Linked DNA regions of Mus musculus: all the other regions are linked to region 3. The links are chromatin contacts, called in public HiChIP or PLAC-seq and promoter capture Hi-C maps. All regions are on one chromosome and are shown on one strand. The core of a region is the stretch at or near the end of the contact, and the rest is flanking DNA. Distances in the headings are between cores, read along the strand shown.

Region 1 (5,941 bases), core at 1,387-3,886, 910 kb after region 3:
CCCACAGATGTTAAAACAGAAACCTACTGCCGCCACCCAGAGAGGAACAATATGTTCAACCCCAAAATTGAGTGAAGATTTCCAAAGAAAAAGAAGAAGGAAGAGGGGGAGGGGGAGGGGAGAGGGAGGGGGAGGGGGAGGAGGAGGAGGAGGAGGAGGAGGAGGAGGAGGAGGAGGAGAAGAAGAAGAAGAAGAAGAAGAAGAAGAAGAAGAAGAAGAAGAAGAAGAAGAAGAAGAAGAAGGAGAAGAAGAAGAAGAAGAAGAAGAAGAAGAAGAAGAAGAAGAAGAAGAAGAAGAAGAAGAAGAAGAAGAAAAGATGAAGAGGAAGAGGAAGAAGTGGAAGCAGCAGCAGTGGAAGAGAAGGAGAAACTGTTGCCTTAGAAAAGTGTATGTGTGTATAAGTTATTTAACATATCAGGCAATATATTATATAATACATTATGAGTATAATGCATGTTGAATGTATTTTATATAAGAAGTAGTATACAATATACACTGTGGGCTCTATGTCTTCAATGTCATTTGTCTTATTCGTTTGTTCTGTGATGATCACCTGCTGGCATTTGGAGATGCTGTAAGAGCTCCTGGCAGTGCAGGGCCCATCCCCATTTCCTGTACAGCACTGGTTCTCAACCTTCCTAACACTGCAACTCTTTTATACGGTTCTTCATGCTGTGGTGACCACCCCCAACCCTACAAGTATTTTTGTTACAACTACATAACTGTAATTTGCTACTGTTACGAATCATAATGTAATATTTTTGTACATAGAGGTTTACCAAAAGGGTTGCGGCCCATAGGTTGAGAACAGGTACAAAGCCCTGGTATATCCTTGAAGAAGTGTTTTCGAATGTTCCACTTGTAAATGCTGGCCAACAAGGCTCCGCCAAACATGTGTGAAATGGGCACAGGCTTGGTTACCCACCTGTACCTGGGTACCCACAGTCGTGTGGGTACACCTGGCTGGACTCCTTCAATGCAGGGAAGGCTCCACCATGGTTCAATCTTGGTTCAGAGGCTTCTCCATGACGTGCTGTTGTAATGGCAGTTGGTTTCCTCAGAATTGAACCATTTCCTTCAGGAGGGAGCAGGGAGGCTCTAGATGCAAAGGGCAACAGGTCTGGGCAAATAAAACATGGACGTCTCAGGAGGCCCCACCAGGGCTGTATAAAAAGACATAAACAACTGCTGGGAGCGAGGTTCTGACCATGAGCTAAAGGGCAGAGCCTTCTCTGACTGTCTAGCTGCCCGAGTGGTGCAGAGCTCCAGGGGCCTAGTTCTCATGAATGGCCACCATGTTGGGGTGGTTTCTCCGTGAGGCTGCTGCTTCTCAGTTAGCTCTGCTACTTGTAGTAGCTCTGCTACTTGTTGGTAGTCACCCCCCCTCCCCAGCCCCACTCCTGGCAATGACCACTGGCGCACCAAGTTGGACGTTGGTACTATCATTCCTTTGGTCTCTTGTGGGCTCTCTTTCTGGTTTGAGTAGATGGGTGTGTGCCCTGGGAAGAGACCGTCATGCTGCAGGTGTCCCAATGAAATGACAAAGTGACCACCTGTCCAAGGCAGAGTGTGGTACAAACTCTAGCGCTGTGCTCATCACTGTTGAGGGTGTAAGAATAAGGAGGTGGCCAAAAGTCCAGAGCAGATGACCTCGAAGGGACGTGGCTTGCTCTAGTAGAGCTGGCAACCTCATTAGCCCTGCCTAAGACCAGCTGGGTACCCCATGCCGTGTCATCAAGGGTGACCATGTAGGGAGCTTCCACAGCAGAGGCTTGGAACTCAGATCTCGGAAATTTGCAAACACCACAGATTCCCACCAACTCTTTCTCAGTGAACTGAGGGAAAATGAAATGTCCTCATGGGTGGAAGGTGCCTGGGACAACTGTTCAAGGTCAGAGTCTGTCCTTCCTAGGGTGCGTGCACCAGACAGGTTTGCTGCTCCTCCGATCTGAGCCAGTGCACCACTCCCTTCAATCTGCCCTAGGCTCTGCTGCCACAGGCTCCATGACAGAAGGCTCCGATGGTGGCTGTGGCCTGGCAGAGCCCACAGGAGGTGGCAGTCAATACCCATAACCAAACTCCCTAACTTTGGGCAAGACCAGCCGTGCTGTGGGGTAGGGGTTGCTCTCAGAGGTCTGCTCCAAGCAGCCCCAGGACTAGAACTGCCCATTTTCTCCAGGAAGATAGTCTCAGACCAAGACCTCAAAGTATCAGAGGGCTGGAGGCTGGGGTGGGCCGAGGGCTGCCCAACCGCAGGCCTCTGGAGTATAGAGCCATAGAAAGACGGATGCTGTGGCTTCCTGTGATCAAAGAGGCACCCATATCATACCCAAATTCACAGCAACCCCAGAAGGAATGGGACATTTCTCCCAAGTCACAGAGAGGCAAAGATGCTCCAATGTGGCTCCCAAGTGTGGCCACTAAGCCTGTCTTTCAACTCACCTTCACAGACTGTATAAACCTCAGACTTAAGGGAGAATGCTCGCTCAGTAGACATGATAATCCAGATATCTTAAGAGGTATATATCTGCTCAGCCTTAAAGAACTAAAGGATCCTCTTCCTTTGGAGCACTGTAAAACCCTAGGAGCTGGGGTGATGTTAGCCCAGGGCAAGGTTGCCTGGGGTGGGTAAAAGGCTGGCCCCCTCTATCCCCAATGTACGAATGTAGGCAAGGCTGCCTAACTCTCCCAGACTCCATGCCACCCTTCCTCTGTGAAGTGCAACAATAATTGGAAATCCCACAGGCTTCTGAACAGGCCACACATGCCAGCTGCTGTGGCTTGTCCTGGCTGTCCCCATTATTGCTGCCCCTTTGATAATGGCTTAATCAATGGCAGCCATTATCATCAGCTATACACTCCCATCTTCATTATCTGGAGCTGTCTTGGCCTATGGTGCGCATTCTTCTGTTTTTAGCAGTTCCTAAGAAAGCTTGCACTTTAAGGGAGAAGGCTGAGAAGAGCCACATTCATTTTCTGTGGACCAGCGGGAATTATGCCTGGTTAACCTGTGGCTATCCCACAGCTAGATGATGTGATGGGAGAGCAGAGAGGATGGGAGAGGGGGGTGGGGAAGGTAGCCTCGGGGATGCTAAGGATCAAAGGGCCACTGTAAGAAGGGTGACCCTGGTAGGACCCTGGTGGACCCCTTCCTTTACGGCAGTGCGTCTCAGCCTCTGAAACACATTGTGTCAGCACTAGCTGGCTGGTCTCCATCCCTGACCTTGTGATGAAGTTGTGAAAGGGGCCCATGTGAATCCCTGGATGATGCCAGGCTGCTGGTGTGGGGCCCAGGCTTTGAGAGACTGCTTTAGTGCCAAGCCCAGTAATTCATCAAACGAAATCACTGGCGGGCAAAAATGAAGCCAATGAACGTGAGCTGTTCATGAGCTGAACAGGAAGCAATGACATCAGAGTTGGGGTAGGGGCGGCTCTGCTGGACACCCCCAAGGCACAGTTCCAAACCAAATGGAAATTCTCCTTTGGCTTTAGACCAAGCACCAAAGAACAGTAATTCCAGACCTCATGGGATGTATCCTCAAAGACTAGGTTAGCACCACCCAGCATTCAAGGCCGTGCTTCAGTGAGCTCCTGGGGTCCCCACACTGTGGAGGTGTGGGCCTCTCTGACTCTCACTGGGTTTAGTTTCTCAGAAGCTCCACTCCTATGCCCACATCTCACCTGAGAAGGAGGCTGAGATCTCCCAAGGACTTGGTGGTCCTTCTGCCCCTGCCTTCCCTAGGCTACTCTGAGCCTCTCTTCCCTGTCTTCTTCCCATAGTCTCAAAAGCAGATTGCTCACCCCATGTTTTACCTGATAGGTATCGTATGCATTGACTCCAAACCAAGGTGTATGTTATAATCTCTAGTGTGTAAATTAGGCAAGCAAGGATCTGGATTCCAGGCAGCTCATTCAAGGTTGCTCAGCTAAAAGGATGGTTCATTGACACCATCTCCAGCTGATCGAGCCAGAAACTGATTTACCACCCAGGTTTCCCTATTCCTTGGCTTTTACCTTGATTTATTGGATAATCATTTCCTTCCAGAGAGAGGCTCAGTAGCTTTCCCGGAGCTGTGAGCCAATGTGGAAGGTATGGGAATTTTAGTCATTAGACTAGATGACATTCGTCATTAGAATAGAGTAACGCTTCAGAGGGTTGCCTCCTGGTTCAAAGTCCACCATGTTGAGGCCCTCCTCTTCTAACAGCAGAGGTGGACTTGACCATAGACGCTCATCTTTGCAGGAAAGAGAAGGTCTCATCTCTTCCATAGCCAGTTAGCTGGTTCCCAGTCTGAACCAGTCCAGACAGACATCGCAGCTGACGTTCCTTCTTTCCTGAGAGTACAGTGACCCCATGTGGCTATTGCCAGGCACAGCAACTTACAGAGTGTGACAGCTATTTCTTCCCTACAAAGCTGTGTTGAGCCTGTAGGACAGTGTCTCCCTGGCATGCAACTGTGAGGCCCAGTGTGGTCTGAGCACATCCCTCCAGGCCCTGCTGAGGGGATGTAAACGTCGTGCTTGGGGATGGCTGACCTTCAATTCTTTTTTTCTGCCCTGTAGGCTCTCACTCCCAGCCCTTCACACACCCTCCCTGCATCTTAGAGACAGGTGAGATGGAGGGAACTGTTGTGTGACCTGTAGATGCAGGAGGTGGAGATGGGGGACAGAATTGGGGGGGTCTACATGTATTGTTTGAAGCTATACCCCCATTTACACATACAAGTGTAAGCACTAAGGAAGCCTCTGCTAACACCACCCAGACGAAGTGCATGGGAACAGGGAAGGATTGCATGTGGCTGCTGCGGACACTTGCTGAGCTTGGCACAGCTTAGAAAGGGTCTTTTTTCCCCCTTCCCCCACATAACGTTAAGTCCCCTGAACATAGGTAGGTGGTTTAGTGGGATCCGTTCACACCTTCTGTTTTCTGTCCCTCACTTCCCTTTCTCTGGCTATAAATAAAACCTGCCTGAGACAAGGTGTAGTGAACTCTGAACCACTTCTCCTTGGGTCTGTAGGACTCAGTTCTGAAATGGCAAATGCAATCGGTCAAGATCCCACCAGACTAGACGGCTGCGGTGTGTCCTGTAAGAGTCATATGTGTGGGTTCTTAACAGATGCTAAGACTGGCCTGTAACGTTTCTGAAACCTTCCTTGTGAGGAGGACAAGGGCTACCCCCGCCCCCCCCAAAAAAAAACCCTTTCTTTCCTTTGCTCAACTGCTGCTCTTCTCATCTCAAGGAGAAGCCCTCCTGTGGCAGATTTGTGACTGAATCTAGACAGTGTTGATTAATAATGAGCAGTCTGCCATCTTGTCTGTTTGTACAGTTGTGTCCAATATTTTAAAAATATCACTTGAGGTGGTTGAATATATATGAATCGATAGAAGATACACACACACACATGAATTGATAGAAGATATGATTTAAGGTACGTATATCATTGGCTTCCCAAGAGGACTCACCCAAGAAATCTTAAAATTTGAGATCTCCTGTAGCCCTTGTGTTAGCTGACTGACAAAGAGATTGTAGGACAGAGAACTCACAGCTAGACTCTGACATACTGTTAATTGGAGACTAAGCAGAAATAATGGCACGTTAACAATGTAGCCCACTGGGAAAATGGAGTTGTCGTTATGACCAGATCTTTCAAACTAACCTCTTCCATCAGAAGTGCAAGTCTGCCCATGTCTTCCAAGGAAGGGAATTGTCTTGGGAAGGTCTGGGCGAGCACTGTGAAGCCTTTTGTTGTGGAATCTTAGCTCAAACTTGTCATCCAAATCTTACTTGATCCAAATCTTACCTGTAGCTAGTACCCTGGTTTCTGCCCTTGCAGTGCCTCAGAATTTCCAGTAGGTGGCACAAGCTACACCTCTCTACTCATCTGTCTTCCCACTAGAACTTAATTGAAAAGATGCTCACTTCTTCCTTTTCCCCTCCTT
Region 2 (5,626 bases), core at 2,113-4,612, 540 kb before region 3:
GCCAATTTTCCAGAGGAAGCACCTGCATGACAGCTCAGAGTCATCTGTGTCTCCAGCTCCAGGCATCTGATGCTCTCTGGCCTCTGTGGGCACCAGGCACTCACTTGGGGCACAAACACGCAGGCAAAACACCCATACATGTTAAATTAGCAAAACAGATCATATCTGGTACAGCTTGGTCACCTGGCCAAGGGCAGCACTTATCAGGGGTCTCCGCTGTAATCTGCTCCCAACACAGTGACCTAGAGGGAAGTCACTGCACCCGTGGAGAGGCGGGTGTGGGTGTCTGAGGGGAGAACATTTGCACAGGCTATTTGGAGCTTACACACTGTGTCTCTTTCAACCTGTTACCTGCCTACTTGGTCCTTTGTTTCAGAGTAGGTGCATGGCTGGTCTATCCTTGGGTCTAATCCAGAACTAGGTTGTCTCACTGGTCCTCTTGTCCCACCTTTGGCCACTGAGGGTTTGTTCAGGTTGCCCCAAGTGGCCCTTTGACATACCACCATCATTGCAAACTCATGGAGATCCACCTGCCTCTGCCTCCTGAGTGTTGGGATTAAAGGTGTGCAGTGCCACCGCCATCCAGCTCTTTTCTTTTTTAGGGTCTTTCTTGCTTTTCGACACTGTGAGGGCCGGGGCTTGTCTGGTATATTTTGCCTCAGCTCCGGCACCAGTCATTTCTCCTAAGCATCCTTACCACTTGGACTGCAGTGTAGAGGGCCCCATGCAAGTCTCTTCCCGGATTCTCTACTGGACACTGTCTCTGTAGCACTGATATCCTTCCTTCTCCAGGGGTCCAGCTGGGACCACATTGCTTGGCTCTTGAAGGACTGACTTCTACCCATTGCTCTCTCTGCCCTGTAGTAGCTCTGGGTTGTGTACAGAACATTCTAACTGAAGAGAAGTGCCTGGAGGAAAAAGTTTCAGAAGCCTGAGCACTGCAGACCAGAAGCAGGCTGGCACTCCTTAGATGGAGCGGTTATCTGAGGGTGGAGTTCATAAAGAGGTCTAAGAGATGGCATTGGTGCCTTGCAGGCTTGTGGGGTGGGGACAGGAGAGCTGGACATGCTAGACACGCCTGAATGGATTCTTGCCTTTGAGTGCGTGCAGCCCTTGGTGGGAAGGGCATGCTGTACACACTGGTGGCCAGCCTCAGTAACAGGCCAGTTTGGATTTAGCAGGTTGCTTTATCATGTATGGATGCTGATATAAACAGCAGAAGGGTAAAGGCAGACCTCTGTCAGGGATGAGTGTGGTTGGAGGACAGAGTGCACTGTCCATCCTCCCAGGAATCCTGTTTGAGGGGACAGATGCAGAGAGTTTGTGTGCCTTTAGTAGTCCAGGGAGGGGCTAGGTGGCTTGGACAGGCAGGTCTGGGCTTCCACAGAGTCCTTAGGACGACTGTAAGGACCTCAGATGTGTGACAGGGACCTCAGGAGGAGCATCAGGAAGGGTGCAGAGCAGAAGTACATTAAGGACCAGGCCTGACCTGTACAGTCTCTACAGTCTGTTTGAAAGGAAGATGCCTCAAAGTGGTTAGTGTACACACGGGGCCTTCAGGTACTACATGGGAGCTTTCTTTAACACCGTCTGTAGACACTGTTGCTGATAGTGGTTTAGAATCTCCCTGCAGATTCAGGGCCTCTGGACTAGATAGAGGCCTGGGGGGAATTTGTCCCAGGCTAGTTTTGGCAAAGCAAATCCTTGCCTCCCTCTTTTTCCTTATTTGTTCACTGCTGGGTATTTTTTTAAAATGTATTATTCTTTGAGAATTTCATACAATATATTTTGAACATATTCACATACCCCAGCTCCTTCTGTAATCACCCTCTACCCTTTCATCCCTTCCTACATAACTTTGAAATATTATTATTAATTTTTTTAACGAATTTCTTCTGTAAGTTCAGTGTTGCCCAGCCAGGCTCTGGAGTGGGGCTGCCCTGGAAAGTGGTTGTCACCTTATGAGGGCCATTAACAAAACTGACTCTTTTTTCCCAGAAGCTCTCGACACCAGTAGCTCCTCAGCTAGGGATGGGATCCAGTGCCCACTTTCTACCATCCGTGCCAGGACTTTGTCTGGGGAGAGCTTGGCAGGCCTTGTGCACACTGTCACAATAACTAGCTGTGCATTCATTTGTGCAGTTGCCCAGCTGTGTATGGGAAACACTGTCTCCCTGATGTCATCTGTTTCTGGCCCCTCTTCCATGAAAACGGAAGCCTTGAACTTTGGGGGAAGGGTGTGGCAAGTATGTCTAATTTAGGGCTGAGCACACTATAGTCTCTTATTCTCTATGTTAATTGCCGTCTACTGCAAGGAGGAACTTCTTTAATGATGGTTGAGAGATGATCTGTTCAATGGGATTTGTTTTAATGGTATGCCTGTAAGCAAAATATAGTATTTGGTTCTCCCTAGGGCCTATGACCTATTTAGCCCTGGGTTCTTGGCCCCTTTAACGATTCAGGTCTTAGTTCCATCTCATGGAGCAGTCTTAGAAAGTAACTTGTTCCAGCCATGGCATTTGTGCCAAAGCTGCACCAGTGAGTAGGGGTAACTCATTACTAGGTGGGAGTTTAGGTGGTGGATCTTAAAGAATTAAGTTTTGTCCTTGCATGACATGGTGTTTCATGTATAATTATATATCCAGCTTTATACAGCCACGAAATTCTGACCATCCTCCTCTCTTTGGTATGTAATTAATGTCTTTGTACATCGCCATGGTTGTTGGGGAATGAGGTAGAGGACAGTCTACAAAGCTGCAGGGTGATGGCACTTACCCAGAATTCCTTGTAACCTCTTCAGATGTAGTGGAGACCAAGGTGTGAGCCTTGGTGAGAAGGATCTGGTCCTAGAAGGTCCTGTAAGGACTGTCAGGTTGTTGGGAAGTGGGAGCTCATACAGGAAGGGAGGTCTCCTCACTTTTTGCCTTGTTCTGGAAAGCTGTGGTACCATCCGCTGAGCTGGAAACTAGAGATGGAGAAAGAAGGCTGGACACAGGAGCAGTGTACACACCCCCAGGAAGCGGCAATATCTACATAAGGGGCTGGGTTTCTGTACTGATTTTCTTTTTCTGACCTTGCTGTTTATCACAAGGGACAAAGAGCACACGACTCTGGTAAAGGCAGCTAGATGAAGCTGGTTAGGGTAGAATCCTGACCCCAAGCCCTGCCTGTGGTTATGCAGAGGTGAAACTTACAGTTAATCCAAGAAGTGTGACAGGTATCTCTGGTCTGTCAGCTCTGACATTTTGTTATCCTTGGGCTGCCTTCTTCCTGCTCTTGTCCTGTGTGAAATTAGGACTCAACACCTCCTTGCCCTAGAATCCCCACTCACTTGTTAGCACCCAGAATCTAGAATCTAGAACAGCTGCTGCCTTTGTCAGTGGGCACAGGAGGGAACAGGGCCTGATTCTGCCTACATCATAGTCAGAACTTGGTGTATCCTTTGTGTGTCAGGAGATGTTTTGGTTTATTTTCTGAAATTACTATTTTACAATGTGTGGACTCTTTCTGCTTACAAAACAAAAGCATGTTCCAAGGGAGATAGGCGTTCTAATGATAGCTTCCTAGATTAAAATATCACACTGGGATATGAAATGAGGTTATATTTCTCTCTTTTATGGGAATAAATGAAGAAAACTCAAACTGGGTCAGACAGGTTGATGGTAGGAATAGTAGGTCCTGTCAGGAGCCAGCTGCAGTCGAGACCCAGTTAATGAAAACCGAGCTGTAGTTCCAAAAGGAAAATGGGGCTGGGGCAGGGGCATGAGCTTTGTGCCCTTTGGAGAATTTCGTATTATGGAATGTAATGTAGTCAGGTGGCACACACATTTGATTTGGGGAAAGGTTTCTATCTCGGCATCTGCTGACCACTGACATGGTAGTATGGTGACAGCCATGTCAGAAGAGCCTCATGAGCACCCAACTGGGACCTCGCACAGGGTGGGCTGGGGGCAGACATAAGCCCCTCTGTCCTGGTCTGTCCTATCCCTGTTCTCTTTAGAGCTTTCACACTTACTTCTCTGGGAGGCTTAGATTCTCTGCCCCACAGCCAGGAAGCACTGGCACATTTCAGTGGACAAGAGTGGGGGGGCATTGAAGACAGAAAAGAACAGAAAGCCAGGTGCATTTAATACGACCCTGGCATATATAACTCAAGAGATGGGCCCTCTGCGTGGTTGTGTTCCCGAGCCACAGGCATCCTCCCTGCGGGCAAATAGGCAGCAAGCAGTGCCCAGGTGGGGGGACTTGGGGACACACTAGTCATGGGTAGGGTGGAGTCTGTGCTCTTATTGTCAACTGTTGGGAGTCTTTTCAGAGTAGTTCTTAAGATAAAAGGATCTAATGTATTGTTTTCTAGTATGGTATGCTGGTTGGTTTTTATTGTTAGCTTGACAAACTAGAGCCTTTCACCAACCCCCAAAAAATGAAGAAAAAGAGAGAAAGAAAAGAAACCCCAGTTAAAGAATTTCCTCCTCCTGATTGACCTATCTGTAAGGAATTATCTTCATGATTGCTGGTGGGGCAGTGAGGGGGTAGTGGTGGGGGGCTTACTGTAGGCAGCACCATGCCTAGGCAAATGGGCTGGGCTGTACAAAAAAAGCAAACAGAGCAAGCTAGTAAGCAGCTTTCAAAACATCACGGTTTCTGCTTCGGTTACTGCCTTGAATTCCTGTCCCAACTTCCCTCAAAGCTAGACTGTGACCTGGAAGCATATGCCAGATTGACCCTTTCCTCTCCACCTTTGGTCATGATGCTTATCATGACAACAGGAAAAGCAAGCTAGGAAGTGTGGTTTGCTTTTAATAGTGTGTGTGTGTGTGTGTGTGTGTGTGTGTGTGTGTGTGTGTGTGTATGTGTACACCTGAGTGTGTCTATAATGGGTGTGTGTATGAGGAGCAAGCAAAGGTCAGAAAAGGCATGGATCCTTTGGAACTGGAATTACAGATGTTTGTGAGCCACCATGTGGATGCTGGAAACTGAGTCTGGGTCCTCTGGAGGATCAGTAAATGCTCATAACTGCTGAGTGGTCGCTCCAAACCTCCACCTTATTTTTTGAGAGAATATCTCTTATTGAAACTAGTGCTTGAAGACTCAGACTGGCTGGAAATGCAGGGCCTCCAGGGATCCTCCTGTGTCTGCGTCTCCAACACTGGGGTTACAGGTGTGTGCCAAAGTCTTCATGCTTACCCAGCTAGTGTCTACTAACCAGTCCAGCTGCTCTGCCCTCAGAGTGCTAGCCACACTGGATCAGACTGTGTAGAAGCAGCGGTCAGATGTTCCCCTGGGTAACAGCCTCATGCCTGGGGGAGTTGGCTTTACTGAGCTGTTGTTTCTTGGAGGCCCAGGATAACAGATGGTTGTCACTTATTTCTGTTTTACTCATCACTCTGTTCTGTCAGCTGACTAGGAGGACATCTGAAAAGGGTTCCAAGGGCAGGACACTGGAGACTCTGGACCTTCCTAAAGATGGCTTGGTTCTGTCTGATCACAGTCAGGTCCCAGGGGAAGCACAGGCCAAAGCTGACCCTGGAGTGTGGTGTTCGTGGGACCTGTACAAGGAACAAAGACCTTGTCTGAGCTTGGACCTTCCAGCATTAGTCATTCACATGTAGAGGCAGTCATATGG
Region 3 (6,117 bases), core at 202-2,701:
GAGAACCCTGACTAATACATTTTGTAACATACATACATACATACATACATACATACAGATTGATTTGCTGTATAATGTGTGTTATCTCAGCCTTAATATGGTGATTAAATGAAAGAAGCCCATGCTAATACCTTTAATCCCAGCACTTGGAAGGCAGAGGCAGAAAGCTCTCTGTGAGGCCAGTCTGGTCCACATAGCGAGTTCCAGGCAAGCCTGCCTTACAGGGGGAGACCCTAACTCACACTCAAATAGAAGTTTTAAGAAGAGCAGACAGAGCCAGGCATGGTGGAGCACACTTTTAATTTCAGCACTCCAGAAGCAGAGGCAGGTGGATCTCTGTGCATTCAAGGCCAGCCTGGTCTACAAAATGAGTTCCAGAACAGCCAGGGCTACACAGAGAAACCCTGTCTTGGGGATTGGGAGCGGGGGAGGAGACAGAATAAAATGCAGGAAAGGAGAATTGCCATCACCAGAGGACTATAAAGCAGGTTAGAGTGTTATTGGACATTCCAGTGGAGAAGCTGAAGAAGTAGAAAAAGAGGATAACTGGTCCAAAGACAGACATCTTAGAGCAGACAGTGGAGAATGAAGGAAGGTCATTGAAGGAAATTAAAACAAAACAAAACAAAAAACAAAAACAAAACAGAACAACAACAACAGAAAAAAACTGTCCCTTCTCAGATTTCAAAGAATACAATATAGAAGCAGACTACTAATTTAGGAGCCCTACTAAGGGCAACACAATGTGGGGCTATTTTGATAACTAGCAAAATTCCTACAATGACGAATGGAAAAGTATCCCTTCCCACCCTCATAATACCATCCAGCTGAAGACTGATCTCATCAAAGTTGCAGTAACAGACAGGAGTCCTGTCTGTGGTGCAGCTAATTTATATACCCTGAATTAACTCTGCTCATTTACTGCGTTAGCAGTACCAGGAGGCAAGGCTGGAGAGGCTTCCATTCTAACTGAAGGAGGAGAGACTGGTTTCTGTGGAAGAGCGAGGAATGACCACAAATTCTTTGGGCTCTGCTCATCAAGAAGTGGGTCCGTGATCTCATTCCTTAACTCTAGTCTGGCTTTGTTGTTCCTGGGGCCATAGGAATGCGGTTGAAGCGCTTCCAAGTGCCTTGAATCGAACCGCCCCAGCAGCTAGACAGCACCTCCTGAGTGTGAACAGACCATTTTGGACCACACAGTTTAGCCAACTCTTGCTGAAAGAAACCAGCATAGGAATCACCCAGCTCGTCTTTACATATTTTGGTAAGTGGACTTTGTCCTTTCAATGAATCTAGTTCTAAATGCATTGGCCTGAAGGAAATAACCTTAAAAATATTTGCTTCTATTTCAGGCTTAGCCACGACCTCCTGGGGGTGTGGCTTATCCAGGGGGCGAGCTTTACGGGGGCGTGGCCTCTTGAGGGCGGGTCTCTTGGGCGGGGCTGGGGAGGACTCCCCAGCAACTGCGTCTAGAGGGCTGAGTGTTCTGGGTTCCACGTGGGTTGATTGAGTTTTAATTTGCAGAAAAAGCTGCTGCGGGCGCGACCGGAAGTGGCAGGTGAGTGAAGCCGGAAGCAGTTCCAGTGAATTCTTTGCGGGTTGTGGAGGCACACGCTGAGCAGGAGTGGGTGCTGCGGAGAGCACGCGTGCGTCCCATGGGCCCCTCCTATTGGTTCTGAAAGCTCTGCAGATTACACCTGGTGCTCCGGACGTAATTTCATTATTGGGAACAGTTGATTTCTAATACGGCGTAGGGTAAACTAAACAAGACATTCAGTGCTAGTCGCGTGCCTGCTCCCGAAGAGTAAAGCTTGCTTAAAAGTTCGTAATCACTTCCAGGTTTGGATCGCGTTATTAGGAGGATAGCAAATAGTTTTGGTAAGGCCTTGTGAGGAAGGTAGGCCTGTAGTTAGGTCTTGCTTTACACTCTGTCAGGGAGAAGCATGTGTTGGCAGTTGCAGAAGTGTCTCCCAGAGCATGGAAGTAAGAGCCTCCTGAGGAAATAATTATAACACCAGTAATGAAGATGAAAGCAGAGAGCTGGGGGTGGATTGCTCGGCGGTACAGTTCAAACCTAGACTGAGTGAGTTCCATCCCTTGCTCAGCTAAAGCTGTTAAAATAGAGTGTAGTTGGGTATATCAACCACATCCTAGCCCAGGCGCCTACAGAGGAGTAGGTGGCCAACACAAAACAAACTCCACGGGCTTTTTTTTTTTTTTCTTTTTTGGTCTTGTCTCGTTGATCTTTTACTTATTTTGACTTTAGTTTTCATAGGTTTTGGTTTTTTAAAGAAAGAACATAAAGTTGGGTGGATAGGGAGGTGGTGGGATCTGAAAAAAACGGGGAGAGGAAGGAACGTGATCAAAATGCATTGTATAAAAAGTTTTTCATTTAAAAAAGTAAAATATGGGTGTGGGTCGCTATGCAAAGTAACACTGTAGAAACAGAATTCTACCAGGTTTTCAAAAGTTAGATTGTTTCATTTTGTCTGTCAGCTACAGTCTGTCTCAGAAGGTATGTCAGGCCTTCAACCCAGAGGCAGAGGCAAATAGATCTCTGTGAGCTCAAGGTCAGCCTGGTCTACAGAGGTAGTTTCAGGAGATCCAGGGCTACACACTCATCGTGTCTGAGGGTGGGGAGATTGTGTTCTGATAACTAAAATAATTTGTGATACGATACATAATAATCATTTAGTTTAACTCCTTAAAATGACTCACGTGTAACTATTTTAGTAGTCCTATTTAAACATGACTCACACAGATTTACAGTCTTTATTCTGGCAATGTGTCTCCCTTCCCTGTGACTCTTGTCACCTTTATGTAGTTCACTGATGAATCCCAACTGTCAAGGACAAAGCATGCCTTATAGTTACTGCAGACTCTGTCAGCCATTGGCTGGTTAATTGTGGACCATAGTTAATGTATCAAGGTAAACTCCAGTTTGACATATCTTTTAGGAATCCTTGTACACTTGAAAGAAGACATGTTAAACTGTCAAAAAAAAAAATGGATTGGAAGAGAAGACCTTGAAATCACAATTATTTAGGTTCATCTCATGTGCTCTTGAATTCAGTTAAAGGCAACTGGATCAGATAGAGATTAAACTACCGGTCTAAAGCTATTCAGTTAGTTGCAAAGCAAGCATTAAAATGTAAAAGCAACTATTTTACCTGAACCTCTATATATGTTAATAAGTGTGACTATTGTCACCTTAGGAGAGGATGTCACAAGGTCTTTTTCAAATCCCAACTTCAATGGGCACATTCTAGTTTATTAGTATCCGAGACGTCATGACACCTAATCCTTGATGTTTCTCCCTTGGATCACCCAAGAAGAGGACCTTAGGCCAGTGAGCCCAGAAAACCACTAAGCTTCAGGTTGAGTAAGAGACCCTGCCTCAAAGAATATAGTAGAGAGTGAGAGGACTCTTGGACATTGACCTCTGACCTGTGCATGCACAAATGTGTGCTCAAACACATACACAGAGACACAGACAAAAATAAATTTAATAAGTGAAAGCCAGAATGGCAGTGTATGTCTATATTCTAGTTAAAGCTAGGGCAAAAGGACTATTTGAACCCAGGGATTCAAGGTCAGATGGGTAACATAGTAAAGTCTCATCTCAGGGGGGCAGAAAATGATAGAACTAGCAGTACCATTACACAATCAGGGGGACATGTGTGTGTGTAAAGGTATATACATAAGAACAGAAGCAATAACGGTTATTTATACTAAAATGTTAATTAACTATCTCCAGGTAGTAGGATTCTGGATTCTTTCTTTTGCTAATCTATTTTTTTTCCTCAATGAAAATATATTGTGAATTCAAACTAATTTATTTGGCTTTGCTATACATTACTTAATGTGTTTACTCCATATCATTGACTTCAGTTTAGTTGAAATTATCTAAAGCTTATCTTCATTGCTTTCCATTGGTCACTCTATTAAAGAGCCACCAAAGACTAAGGGTAAAGATGAAAAGAAGGTCTGGACCCTTTGATAAGTTTTGTATAATTACCAAATAGCCAAAGAATATAATTTGATTTTCTTTTTTTATTGAATTAACTTATCTTATTTTGTCTTGTTTTTTTAAAAGCATGCTAATTCCACTTTCAATGAAGAATTGCTTCCGATTACTTTGTCAGCACAAGGTCCCAGCAGCTGGCTTTAAAAGCCCACCCACACATGGGCTCATTTTACAGTCGATCTCCAATGATGTATATGAAAATCTGGCTTTTGAAGACTGGATCCACGACCACATACATCTAGAAGGCAAGCCGATTCTTTTCCTTTGGAGAAATTCTCCTTCTGTCGTCATCGGCAGGCATCAGAATCCGTGGCAGGAATGTAACCTCCATCTGATGAGACAGGAAGGAATCAAACTGGCTCGGAGGAAGAGTGGAGGAGGAGCCGTGTACCACGACATGGGTAACATCAACCTCACCTTCTTTACCACCAAAACCAAGTATGACAGAATGGAAAATCTGAAACTAATCGTGAGAGCTCTGAATGCTGTCCAACCCCAGCTGGATGTGCAGCCTACCAAAAAGTTTGACCTGCTACTCGACGGGCAGTTTAAAATCTCAGGAACCGCATCAAAGATCGGCCGGACTGCCGCGTACCACCACTGCACCTTGCTATGCAGCACCAACCGGACAGCTCTGTCTTCTTCGCTGAAGAGCCCGTACTGCGGGATAAAGAGCAACGCCACTCCCAGCATCCCTTCCGCTGTCAAAAACCTTCTGGAAAGAGATTCCACGCTGACCTGTGAAGTTCTGATGAGTGCGGTGGCTGCAGAGTACGCGGCGCATCATCAAGTTGATGGTCACGTCAACCTAATAAACCCTGCAGATGAGACGATGTTCCCTGGAATAAACCGCAAAGTCAAGGAACTGCAAAGTTGGGAGTGGGTATACGGCAGGACTCCCAAGTTTACCGTGGACACCACGTTTCATGTGCCGTATGAGCAGGCGCATTTGGAAATCCAAGTGTTCATGGATGTAAAGAACGGACGAATCGAAACCTGCGCTATTAAGGCACCCGATCACTGGCTGCCGCTGGAAATAGGTGAGAAATTAAACTCAAGTTTCATCGGCAGCAAATTCTGCCCCGTTGAAACCACCCTGCTAACGAATGTATTACTGAGAACATGTCCAGGCGACCATCACTTACACAGTAAATGGTACATTCTGTGTGAAAAAATCAGGGGGATAATGTGACCCTAACAACTTTGTCTACACTGGCAGTTTTGGTGAGAAAAAAACTTTAAACTACAATTTGTCTTATATCTTAACAGAAATAGGGGTGTCAGTTTGAACCTGTGTTGGTCTTGAGGTGGCCTGTCCCTAATTTCAACTCCTCAGCTTTTGTCAGACTTTGATTGATAATCTGTTAAGGGTTTTGGCACTTTCAGGGCCTCGTCCTCTTCCATTTCTCCTCTCATTAAACTTCAGAGAAGAAACTGTGTCCTTTTCCTTAAGGCTGTCTCCCTACCTGGATTTGGTTCTCTCCTGCTTGTACCATTGGGGGGGTTGTTATTGATTTTTTTTGTTTTTTTAAAAGGGGGGTGTGTTAGATTTTCTGTTGCTGTGATAAAACACCATGACCAAAAGCAACCTGGGGAGGGTTTATTTCATCTTACAGTTCCACACCACAGTCCATCACTGAAGGAAGTCAGAGGAATTGGAGGTAAAAACTGATGCAGAGGCCATGGAGGGAGGCTGCTCATTGGCTCGCTCAGCCTGCTTTCTTACAGCCCTCAGGACCACCAGCCCGGTGGTGGCTCTGCCCATAGTGAGCTGGGCCCTCATCAACTATAACTCAAGAAAGTACACCACACTTGTCCACAGTCCGATCTGGGGGTGGGGGGACGATTTTCTCAATTAAGGTTCCTTCTTCCAAAATGACTATGGCTTGTGTCCAGTTGACATAAAACTACTCAGAACACGGTCTCAACATGCAGCCCTCATCAGCATAGAACTTGCTATTTGGACCAGGAGGGCCTCAGACTCAGAGATCTGCATGCTTCTGACTCCTGAGTACTAGGATTAAAGCCGTGCACCCCCATGGCCAGTGATTCATAAATGTATTATCTTCCATCTGGCCTTTCTATTGGAT
Region 4 (5,735 bases), core at 1,267-3,766, 970 kb before region 3:
GGTGATGAAACTTTTAGAAGTAGATACTGATGGTTTCCTAGCAACTGTCTATGTAACACTAATGTTACCAGACTATGTATCTTAAAATACTTACAAGTGTAAAATTAAATGTTACTTAACAATCTATAGAACAAATTAATTTTAATGTATACAACATATTATTCAGCAAAATATTAACAAACTGAATCTAGCAATGTAGACAGATAGATTCCATGCAATAACCAAGGCTTTTGTTCAGGTATACAAACTGTCTCAAAACTTAGAACTCAACCATCCTAACATGTAACTCTCGATCGTCAGAAGAACTGAAAGAGTCCTGAACAACCCTGTGCTCATTCCCAGCAGAACTGTCTGCAAGGTGGGGAGGTGAGACTGCCCCAAGCTCGCCTTCAGGCGGCCCTGAGCAAGGCTTCAGTGCACTCTCTGGGGCTTGTGCAGCACAGGCTCTCGACGGCACTTTGTTCAACATACTACCAGAAACCCTGCACACAAGAAGACTAAAACAACTTTTTTCCCCAAAGAAATAAAACTGTCTCCATTTGCAGACTAGATAATTGTGTTTGTAATAACAAAGAGGGATAAAAAAAGAAAAAGTGAATTACTTAGAATAAGTAAGTTTCGCAAATTTGCAAATACAAACTCAACCCCCAAATAGAATCATATTTCTATATATTAACATAAATATGTGAGAAATTATCCAAATTTAATGAAATACTTAGGTGCTGTATAGCACACATATACTAAAATCTACAAAAAGATGACAAAGGAAACCAAAGCCTCCATAATTAGTGATGCAGCTACTGGCAAGCTGCCCTGCTCCAGTAATAGCTCACCACCCATCTTGAAAGTAGCCCTAACTCTACTTGGTGGGCCACAAAGCAACAAGATATGGTGCACGTGGGCATGGGCATGGCGGGCGGGGAGTGGGAGACAACGGCCTTGCTAGGAGGAAAGAGTTTGGCGGGACCTGCAAGGGGTGGACGAGAGCAATGACGACAGGGGCTGAAAGAAACTGAAGGGCACTATCTACATGCAAGAAACCAAACAAGTTTAGAAAATATTTTCCGATGGAAAAATACTTTTAAAAAGTCTAAATGGACTGCCTGGAGTGGTGGCGCACACCTTTAATCCCAGCACTTGGGAGGCAGAGGCAGGTGGATTTCTGGTCTACAGAGTGAGTTCCAGGACAGCCAGGGCTACACAGAGAAACCCTGTCTCGAAAAAACAAAACAAAACAAAACAAAACAAAACAAACAAATAAAAGGTCTAAATGGGCAAACATGCCATACTCATTGGCTGAGAAATGTAAATATGTCCAATCTTTTCATTAGATCCTATGAAAATCTCAGGACAGCTTTCTGTACACACAGACTAACTTGACAGTATTTTTTGACTTTCAAAAGGTTTGATGCGAGTATGAAAATGGTATCATTGAAGAGCTCTGGAAAGCCTTTCTTTCACAAAAAGCGACCAACAATTGAAAGAGTGCTGGCTCACATTCTAAAAGACACCAAAAATACCCAGCGGAACTGGTGGCATTTACCTGGCTCCTCTCCCATTCTCTTCTCTCTGGCTTTGTGGCAACTCTATCACCAGTCACCTCCACAGTGGGAACCAGCCTGGCAGTCACCAGGGAGGCAGGAAGGCCTGGCAGGCCTTCAAAGGTTCACTTCCAAAGAGCTGTCTACGTGACCTGTACGCTGAGTCCCTGTGAGGCTCCACCTGGACAGCTTTGATCTGACACAGAGCTGTCTATCTATAGAAAGTTTGGACCCTAGGAACATTGGTCAGAGAGATCAAGGTGTTTCAGGTTTGCTTTTAATCTAAACCGATTTCATCCTGTAGGGCAAATAACTATTAGGGAAAAGTTTCTGACATTTTTACTAAAGACTGAGCCTTGTTTTGCTGGTGTAAAACACTGCGACACAGCAACAAGCCTAAAAAGGAGGCAGAGAGAGAGCCTGGCTGCTGTTCCTCCGCACACACATCCCTGTTACCTGCAGAGAGCTGGCTCCAAACGGACCCTGGGAATAATTCTCAAAGCACACAGCTCCCCTGACCGAGGATGGCTGCGAGCGTATTCCTATGTCTCCCTAGACCCTGCAGAGCCCTATGAGGCCAGGCCTGAGAACAGAGGTGGTGAGCAGGAGGCCCTCAGGCAGTACAGAGCTTTTGTTGATGCCCATCACCTGCTGTAACTCCAACATGACATCATAGGCCTTCCAGAACTTTAAATCTTCTGACCATTTCATTTTTAAGAAACACAAATAATCATTGTCTTTTAAGGAAATAAAAGTTTAGTTTTGCAGTTTACACAAGCTTGGCTGTGCAGCAGAGCCCTGGAAGCCACAACAGCAAGAGGACCAGAGGCTGAAGCTGAGAACATCACAAGTGCTGAAGGATGCAGAAGAACCAGAAGAAACAGTGTGAGCTCAGGGCTGGAGGGGATCCTCCCACTGGTACAAATGAGAGCCTTGACAACACAGTCATGGGGCACAGTGCCAGACACTGGTAATCTCGGCAGAGGAATGGGTAGAGAAGCCAGCCTGCTCTACATGGTGAGGATGAGTTCTAGTCCACCCAGGCCTACAGACCCTGTCTCAAAACAATACAGGCACACGCGCGCGCGCGCGCACACACACACACACACACACACACACACACACACTCCACCCACGACTCCCACCCCCTTGTACTGCTCTCCATTTTAAAACAAGACCATGAGTAAAAAGAGAATATATGAACCCTGAAAAAAGCCAAGGTCAGAAAGCAAACCCCTGTAAGCACAGCCTGCCCGGGCATACACACTGCACCTGCCCGGGCATACACACTGCACCTGCCCGGGCATACACACTGCAGCAACTTTTCATCAAGGAAGTGGCTCTCTGGGAGCAGGCGACCAGAACCCAAGAGGTAGAGCGAATCCAGCTCGCTTTGCCTTTGGACTACATCACTGGCCCTTGGGGTTTTGTTTTTGTTTGCTTGTTTTGCTTTTTTGTTTTAAGAAAGAGCTCATCTTGTAGATTAAGCTGGCCTTGAAATCATGATCTTCGGGCCTCAACCTCTCAAGTGCTGGGATTACAAGTATGTGTAAGGAAGTTCTGTTTGATCTCGAGAGAGGGTGGGTGGGATGACATTGTTTGGTGGTGAGTTTCAAACTAAAGACCATGCCCCTGTTAGGCAAGCTCTTTACCACTGAGTGGCAGCGCAAGCCTCTCAAAATTTTAAGTCAACAACAAAAGGACAGCACCAGGTTTTGTTCTGTTTTCTAAATCTTTTCTATAAAATCTACCTTAATTGCATTTCAATACTATATAAGCATGGGGTAAGATAATGTATATCCCAGAACTTCATACTTAACAGCTCTTTTATGTGTAAAAATTCTTTTTGTATGGGTTTGTCTGCATGTACATGCAAGCCAGAGGCCAGCCTCAGATGGTGTGCCTCGGGAGACATGCACCTTGGGTGTTTGTTGTTGAGACAGGTTCTCTCGTTGGCCTGGAGCCCACCAAATAAGCCAGGTTGGCAATGAGCTCCAGATCTGCCTCTGCCTCTCTGGTGCTGGGATCACAAGCGTGTGTCACTGTGCCTGGCTTTCTTACATGAGTGCTGGGGAGTGAGTGACTTATAGTCTCATGCTGGCAAGGCACAGCTCACCAAGCCCACAGCCCATACAATCTGTCAATACTGCCTGCATGTGTGGTGAGGGAAGTGAGGCGCAAACAAAGCCGCTAAGGGAACTGCCAACTGTGGTCATCTACTTGCCCAGCATGCTCCTCCCCATACACTTCTAACGTTTGAAATTATTCCAAACAAGCTTAGACCAGGTGTAATAGTATAACACACCTGTAATTCCCGACACTCTGGAGGCTGAAGGGGAGGATTACAAATTCTTGCTACAGAAGGGGGGAACAGGGAAAGATAGGGGAAGAAAAAAACATTTACAAAAAGAAAAGGCACTTATGTAGACATAAAAAAAATCTAACACTAGATAGCTACATGTGTTTTTACAAGGCATATCAAGGTGCAGTAGATTCACTTAAGTATGCCATGTGAGAAGTGCTGGTTACAAAGGTGACTAGTGTCCTTACTGCTACCACAACTGTTACAGTAATAATAAACTTTTTGGTCCCACCCGTCAATGGTAGCAGCCCTTGGGAGAATGAACCCCGAATCTCACTGGGCAGCACAGTAGAGCTGACCCTGGTGGTGGGGGAAGTGGGTATGCTGGCCCTGAGGGCATGAGGGCAGAAGAGCAGGCTACAGCTCTTGCTGGCCCAGCTAGCCAGTGGGGCATTGGAGCAGTGCTGGAGAGCAGGCCCTGGAGGTGTAAATGCAGGAGAGCTGGCAGGCTGACCAGCTCAGCCACCACCCAGGCCCAGATCCAGGACTCTGAACTGTTTCACCCCAACATCTATCTACACCATCTATGAACTGCCAGAGCCTGTGAAGGGTTTGGGACTGCAGATCCAAAGCTGTGGGACCTCCATGACAAAGGGCAACAGGAAATCTGGGAGGAATCCCAGTGAAGAACCGGTATTGATGGTGTAGCAGAAGCCAGAGGACTCAAAGCAAACCAGGGACCCACTGCAATGAACTTCTGCAAATAAAGAAGTGTGGACAAAGGGTTTACTGTGTGACACACCACAGCTTCCACATGACATTTTGCTTTGTTTTTATCTTTATTTTTATTTCTTTTGTGGGAGGAAATTGCAAGGGTGGAAGGTGGATATGGAGGGGCAGGGAGATGAGTGGGATTAAGGTGCTTGATGGGAAATTCACAATAAAAAATTAAAAATAGGGGCTGGAGAGATGGCTCAATGGTTAAAGCACTGACTGTTCTTCCGAAGGTCCTGAGTTCAAATCCCAGCAACCACATGGTGGCTCACAACCATCCATAATGAGATCTGACACCCTCTTCTGGTGTGTCTGAAGACAGCTACAGTGTACTTAGATATAGTAATAAATAAATAGTTTTATAAAAAGTTAAAAATAATAAGCTTTTGACATATATGTAAGAATAGTGGTATTACAGCTATCTTTAAAATGTCAGTTAAAGTCAGACATGATGGCACATGCCTCTAACTCCAGCACTTGGGGAGGTAGAGGCAGGAGGATCTCTTTGAGTTTGAGACCAGCCTGATCTACAATGAGTTCATAAGAGAGCCCATCTTAAAAACAAAACAAAACAAAACCCAGAAAGTGTCAGTTAAATGATCCACTTATGTCAATTTAGCTACTAGAGGGGGATTTTATTGTGTTATACAATATCTAATAATAAATAGACATGTGTTCTAGAGCTGTAATATCTATGTTACATAAATGAACAGGATACAATATGTAAAATTATATTCTAAACATGAGATGATCCATATCCTGCATGTTTTCCCTATAACCCCCTCCACAAATGACTGAAGAAGTAGAAATGAAGAGTAGCTTACACTCAAAACAGAAGAAATAATATAAATAACAATTGGGCTTGGTTGCAGGCCAGTATATGCCTACCATAATGTTCAATGTTCAGCATCACAAAAAGAAAGCCAACAGCGGAAAACAGAAGACGCAAATGTTACAAATGGCTTTTGGTTTGGGAAGAGTGATAAAGTGGGTAAGCTTCCAGGAGACTGGACAGTGGAAATGAAAAGACACACGCCATGCTCGAAGGAAGGGAAGCCAGGGTCAGCTATACTTCCACAATTGTGACAAGGCTGACCAGCAGCAATGTCAATAATTCT
Region 5 (5,931 bases), core at 3,221-5,720, 840 kb before region 3:
CACGCAGGGAAGCTGAGCAAAGCGCGGGGACCGAATGTTGTGGGATGCATCTGTGTGACTTTTGTCAAGGCCTGATTGTGCTAAGGGAACAAGTCACATGACTGGCTGGGGGTGGGGGACCATTTCAGAAGAACAGATTAGTAAACAAGGCTTCTTTTTACTCATCTTAGACAGTCTCTTCCTATAAATAGTTATAATCTAATCAAACCTAGAGTGGCCGGAGGCAGGGTTTCTCTCTCCTACTCCCACTTAAGCACAGTTCCAGCTCAGAAAGGGATATACAGGGGAACTTGAACACAGAAGTCAGAGAGGCTCTAGCCTTTTGCTCACATCCTGTGCCTTCATAGGGTAGCCAGGTCATCTTGCACTAGGGTTAGAGGTTCCTAATATAAGAACGGGCCGTATTGTCTCTTGCCGTCATCCATAGTTGTGTGTGTTACCATTCATAACGCTAGTTCCTTCAAGTAGAAGGGAACATTGTAACTGTCAAGAGTGTGGATGGTGTGTGCCTGTGAGCTCTGCTTGTGAGAGGAGCCAGCTAGAGCCAGGAACCCATTCTCTTCCCAAATAATGAATGCTGAACTCACGGTCACAGCACAGGTGTTCCCTGACTCAGGATGGCTTGATGTTTGATTTTTTTAAACTGCCTTAGCAAAAGTCAAGTGCATTTAATAGGAGCTGCACTTTGGATAGGGAATTTGGACCTTTTCCCAGGTTTTCCTACAGGTGTAGCAACAGACATGGAGAGCAGCAACTCACTGCCAGCCCCACCACCATAAAAGAAATCTAACACCCTAGCTGTGTAGACTAAGTTTTCTCCTTAGCTTGGTAGATGAGATGTACTTCCAACTATGATATGTTCAACTTAATGACAGTGGGTTCACTGGGACTGGAATCCCCTCTGAAATGGAGAAGCAGGTACACACAAATGTCTGGACGCCACCTTCTTGCACCTCTGCCATCTTTCTCAAGGTTATCTCTGATCATCAAAGCACCTGTACCAAGAGTTCTAGTTCAGCAAGGATTGCTCCTCCATGGAGCTGCTTTGTGTCTCCAAAGCCTGCTTCCTTTCCAGAGCAGCCCTTCTAATTTTGATTCCTGGTCTTCCTCACACATCCTCAGAATCCCTTCTAATTAATTTTTTTTCTCTTTTTTGCTAGGTTTGGGAAACTGAGTTGCCTCCCACCATCTCATTCATCATTCTCCCCTCCCTCCCAAGGACTCTAATTATATTTGTAAGTCCAACCAATGTCAGGGACAGGCTCCTATAAAGAACAAGGCGAGCCATTCACCCTGAAAAGTAAACAGCTCAAAGGTCAAATAACAATGCCAGGGTTGTCACAGTCAGAAGGCAGTAGCCAAGAGTACAGGTCATGCTCTGAGACTGGGCTTCCATGAGAAGACTTTTCTACAGGGCCCAAGGGGTTGTTATCCCCAAAACTGTGCCAATCTCTATTAAGAGGGCTGCCTGATTAAGGCATCTTTATTTAGAGGTGGGGATCTCTAAGGGCCAGTCTCTCTTAGAGGACTGGGATTGGAGGCAGCAGGTAAAAAGGACGACCTGAAAGAGGAATCTGGACTTCGAATGTACACTCCACAGGTTAGGCACCGCATTATTTCAGGATAGGAATATTATGACAGAGGCCAATGGCCGGTTGAAAGCAGGCCACCAGTTATTTGTCAAAATGTGAGTTGAATACATCTGTCAAAGGTCAGAGCAATGCTGTTGAAGGAATATCTTGTCCCAGTAAACAAAAGTGACATGGCCCATCTGCAGCAAGCCAGAGTATAGCCCTCAACTCAGTAAGTACCTTAAAATAGTCTTGAACAGTTACACCTTTGGCTGTCTATAATTTGAATGATTTCTAAAGGGTTTTTTTTTTCAGAGATTTATCTATTTATTTTATGTATATGAGCACACTGTAGCTGTCTTCAGACACACCAGAAGAGAGCATCAGATTTCATTATAGATGGTTGTGACCACCATGTGGTTGTTGGGAATTGAACTCAGGACCTCTGGAAGAGCAAGTGCTCTTAACTGCTGAGCCACCTCTCTGGCCCTCTAATGTTGTTGTTGTTTTGATTAGCATGTGTGTTATAGTCATGTTAATCTAAGGGGCCCCGGTTGACCACAGTGACTGTGGCAAATGTCCCAGGAAGGAGAGCGAGCGTGGGTGGAGGTAAAGTCAGAGTGCTTAGTGAGAGTGCTGAGAGAGTACAGTGGACTCTCTGTCCTTTGTCACCAGCATGGCCCAGGAATATTGGTTTGGCAGGGTGTGGGCAGCAGGATGATTGTGGTTTTGGTAAGTGTGGCTGGTTTAAGTTGTTTGGCTTTGGAATTTTAACGTTGGTGGTGTGAATCGAAGCTGCTCTCTGTATCGCCAAAGCTGTGCATTCAAACAACTCTACAGAATGATTTATGATTAAGGATCGAACCTTCAGTACTTTTAAAAATCACTAAGGCAACAAAGGAATGAAGAAAAATTAATCCCTGAGGATACAGTAGACTTCTCTGTTGAAGAGAGAATTGTTTCTAATGTTAGTTATTTTTTTTTAAATTAGATCTTTGACTCAAACACTATGAGAAAACAAAAGAAATGGAGCCATTGGTGTGGCTTGACAGGTAAAGGTGCTATCAAACTTGACAACCTGAGTTCAACACCCCCTATCCTACTCCCTGGAAACCATGTGGTAGAATAAGAGAGTCAGTTCCCACAAGATTTCTCTGACTTCCACCCACCACACACATGTGCAGACACACACACACACACACACAAACATGTATATATGTTTACAAAAACTCAAGGCCAGCTCTTCAATTTAAAAATATAAAACACAATTTAATATTCAAACATTAAGGCAAAACTTGGCTTATAGAATCTTTTTTTGGGGGGGAGGGGAGGGTTATTTGGCTTACACTTCCAGATCATACTACATCACTGGAGGAAGTCAGGACAGGAACTCAAGCAGGTCTGGAAGCTGGAGGCAGGAGCCGATGCAAAGGCAGGAGCTGATGCAGAGGCCACGGAAGGATGCTGCTTATTGGTTTGCTTCATGTGGCTTACTCTAGACTCTTTTAAAAAAAAGATTTATTTATTTATTTATTTATTTATTATGTACACAGTGTTCTGCCTGCACTTCAGAAGAGGGCATCAGATCTCATTATAGATGTTAGCCACCATGTGGGTGCTGGAAATCGAACTCGGGACCTTTGAAAAAATAATCAGTGCTCTCAACCTCTGAGCCATCTCTCCAGCCCTTATAGAATCTTTTACTTATAGATTTTCATAAGCACATTTTTGTGTGAGTGTGATTGCTTGAAGAATGGCAGGTTTGCATTTTGAGCCATCTGTATGCTTGTAAGGCAAGACTAAATAAGCATTAGGTAGAGTGCAGTACCGAATCCCTATAGGAGTACTACCTGTAGATTTGCAAAAACCACAGCTCTCAGCTTAGAGGGTATAAGCAAGCCTGTTCTGGAGCCATTTTGAATAGCTGTGGCCCTGTACAACACAGATTTAGTTTACCCCAAACTCCATGTTCCAACGTGGAAGCAGTTTCATGAACTTTTCATAGAACAAAGAAAGTCACAAATCATGATAAATTTAAAGTACCTTGGAGGGCACACCAGAGAAGCAGGCACGGTGAGAGTGGGGAAAGCTTTTCAAGATGCTGTGGGACATTCTTAGCCTTTGGATTGGTGGAGGCTAGTTGTCCGTCTATCTTTTAGTCACAAGAGGTTAGTTTGGTCACAGAAGTGGGCAAGGAATGGCTCTCCAAGAGGGGTTAGAACTGGCCCAAGATAAGGCAATTAGCCTTCAGAACAGCAACATTCTAACCTCTCTGCAGAACTGAAATTCTAATCAGTCAAAATCAGTCTCTGCGGACACAGCTTCCCTCCCCCCTCCTCTCCAGGAGGTTTTATTCACAATCTTTTTTTTTTTTTTTTTTTTTTTTTTTTTTTGATCCTGGCAGCTCTTGTGTCCAAAGTTACAATCTGGCAAAACTGTGAACGCTCATCTGACCACCCCTTCTAGCTGAGCACCTGTAACGAACCGCTCCAACTCTAGGTTTCCTTCCCTTAAAGACGCAATGAAGAAAGGATCTCTTTATAATACCGAGGGAGAAATCAAAACAAAAGGCGCGGGCTGCGGTAATCTGCCGGAAGTAAATCGAGAGAACAGGCTTCCTTCAGCGGGCAGTCGTCTGCTTTTCTGCCCATCTGAATATTTGTTAACCTAATCTCTAATATTTGCCGCTGTCAACTTTCCCAGGGTCAGGCGCAGAGGACGAGCCTTAGGCTGCTCTCTTTCCGGGTGGACCAAATTGGTTTTGCAACACCAACATCCAGTTTCTTCGCAGTCCCCATCATCTCTTTACTCCCTCTGAGGGGCTCATTGGTGGGCGGGGCCGGATCCCGAGCCACGCTGTGATTGGCGGTGTCTTAGCAACTGCAGCGATGTGGTTGTCAACAGAAACTGGACTCCCGCAACTCTGTGCCCGAGGCGGGGACCCTTCGCCAGCATCAGGGGGAGTCACAGCCTTGTCCAGCAGTGGGATGCTGGCCGCGCCCACCTCCTGCTCTGGTTAGTGAGGCCCTGGAGGGTGGGAGGGTCGCTGACGCACGCAAGCCGCCTGGCCTCGCAACTGACAGATTACTTACTAAGTGGGGGATACCATCCTTCTAGACCAGATCTTCCAGGTTTCCAACTGGTTGTGTGAGGGAAAAAACAAGTTTGTAATTTCCGAGCTGGACCTCGCTTCTGCTGGGAAAGGGCAGTGGCCAGGCCGCACCCACTTGAGAGCTGGATTTCAGAGTCAAAGTCGCAGACGTGTGCGAGCCCTTCTTACCCAGGGCTCTCCCCCCACCCCCACTCTTTGCAGAAGCTCAGCTCCCTAATGCTTGTCTATCCAGAGGCCAAAGTTAGTCAGAGGACATAGCATACTGATCAGTATATTAGAAACTCATTTCTGAGAAGCAATGATCAAAACTTAACAATCCAAACTCAAAGCGATCTTCTTGAGTGAAAGGTTTGAGTCTGGAGAAAGCCTCTGCTTGCCTCTTGGTTTTTGGGGGCATTCACATCACTTTCACTTTCTAATATGGACTTTTAACCTCATGTAGTTGTTCTTCTAATCTTCTCAGAAGTTCTCCATTTCTTTTCTTCTCGGCGATGACCTAACAGCCCCACCCCCACCCCACGAGCCCAGTTTTCAATTCTTGGTCCTGTTCTCAACAGTGTGTCCCACAGACCATTTCAATCCCTTAACCCTGCCCACGTTTATCTGAGGCGATGCTCTTAGCCTAGCTTTGCCTTTTAAGGATAGAAAGAATAAGACTGTTAAGAATTGTAACAGGATACATCAGGGAACTTCATCCCAGCTTCCTTTCTTCCCAGAAGAATCAGAGTTCAGAACTCCCACAACATACCTCCCCATCTCCTACCCCTCCATACTACTCCCTCCCTCCCTCCCCCATGCACAGATTTCTTTTTTTAGAAACTAGCAAGGATGAAGATTGGAGGTGTTGATCATACGTTTACCAAGGATCCAAATTGAATTAATAGAGTCTAAGTTAGACTCTGGTCCAGGGCTTGTAAGAACAGTGACTGGATTGTTCTTGGCTTCTCACTATGGGCAGGTGCATAGCAGCCGACAAAGAAGGGCTCTTAGCGTGATCCCAGTCCTCCTGCCTCAGTTTCCTAAGTGTTGGGATGAAAGGTCTTATCCATCTTAATCTTCCTGCTGTCCTGGGAGCTTTGCCTGTCCCTGGCACTCAATGGCTCGATGGACAACTCCAAGTTTTTAGGACTGCGGACAACCAGAGGTGGTGGTATATATACTTGTAATCCCAGCACTCAGGAGGCTGCAGCAAAGAATGCCACAAGGTCAAGCCTGGTCTGAGCTATGTAGTCAGACTCTGTCTCAAAA

Evidence for each region. Promoter capture Hi-C pulls out the DNA fragments that hold promoters and counts their contacts. HiChIP or PLAC-seq counts read pairs in DNA pulled down with a chosen protein or histone mark.
Region 1: a contact with region 3 is called in an H3K4me3 HiChIP or PLAC-seq map of the 230-238 cell line, with 11 times the contacts expected there. The contact joins the enhancer-like site here to the promoter of Lipt1 in region 3. A contact is called at or near these places in 2 of 39 promoter capture datasets (the 3T3-L1 cell line and pre-B cells) and 6 of 115 datasets of contacts at active chromatin or transcription factors (the 230-238 cell line, T-cell acute lymphoblastic leukemia, astrocytes and 2 more).
Region 2: a promoter capture Hi-C map of liver shows a contact between it and region 3, with 3 times the contacts expected there. The contact joins the promoter of 4930439A04Rik here to the promoter of Lipt1 in region 3. A contact is called at or near these places in 2 of 39 promoter capture datasets (hippocampal neurons and liver), 1 of 115 datasets of contacts at active chromatin or transcription factors (embryonic stem cells) and 1 of 9 other capture datasets (embryonic stem cells).
Region 4: a contact with region 3 is called in a promoter capture Hi-C map of embryonic stem cells, with 2.3 times the contacts expected there. The contact joins the enhancer-like site here to the promoter of Lipt1 in region 3. A contact is called at or near these places in 4 of 39 promoter capture datasets (the HPC-7 cell line, cranial neural crest, embryonic stem cells and 1 more) and 4 of 115 datasets of contacts at active chromatin or transcription factors (acute myeloid leukemia, astrocytes, embryonic stem cells and 1 more).
Region 5: a contact with region 3 is called in a promoter capture Hi-C map of liver, with 4 times the contacts expected there. The contact joins the promoter of Vwa3b here to the promoter of Lipt1 in region 3. A contact is called at or near these places in 1 of 39 promoter capture datasets (liver) and 1 of 115 datasets of contacts at active chromatin or transcription factors (bone marrow-derived macrophages).

Annotation. Positions count from the first base shown.
Region 1 is chr1:38,783,290-38,789,230 of GRCm38.p6, forward strand. No RefSeq gene overlaps it. Among named protein-coding and RNA genes, the nearest start is that of Lonrf2, 50 kb to the right of the region's middle. Within about 2 kb of position 2,637, at least 8 of the 459 cell types and tissues checked have an H3K27ac peak or open chromatin away from gene starts, as enhancers often do. A contact at or near this core is called in the 230-238 cell line, where this site is marked.
Region 2 is chr1:37,330,870-37,336,495 of GRCm38.p6, forward strand. It overlaps 4930439A04Rik (a long non-coding RNA gene), which reads right to left and starts at 3,363. Exons shown (of 4, transcript XR_003947777.1): 1 at 3,195-3,363; 2 at 2,776-2,965. All of the region lies in intron 1 of Inpp4a (inositol polyphosphate-4-phosphatase, type I), which reads left to right.
Region 3 is chr1:37,870,768-37,876,884 of GRCm38.p6, forward strand. Lipt1 (lipoyltransferase 1) reads left to right here and starts at 1,452. Exons shown (of 2, transcript NM_001037918.4): 1 at 1,452-1,558; 2 at 4,097-5,461. The coding sequence starts at 4,098. The coding sequence ends at 5,219. It also overlaps a transcript of Mitd1 not described here.
Region 4 is chr1:36,901,080-36,906,814 of GRCm38.p6, forward strand. The region is part of intron 1 of Tmem131 (transmembrane protein 131); the gene reads right to left. Among named protein-coding and RNA genes, the nearest start is that of Tmem131, 36 kb to the right of the region's middle. Within about 2 kb of position 2,517, at least 54 of the 459 cell types and tissues checked have an H3K27ac peak or open chromatin away from gene starts, as enhancers often do. A contact at or near this core is called in the HPC-7 cell line and embryonic stem cells, where this site is marked.
Region 5 is chr1:37,024,843-37,030,773 of GRCm38.p6, forward strand. It overlaps Vwa3b (von Willebrand factor A domain containing 3B), which reads left to right and starts at 4,471. Exons shown (of 28, transcript NM_001370828.1): 1 at 4,471-4,586.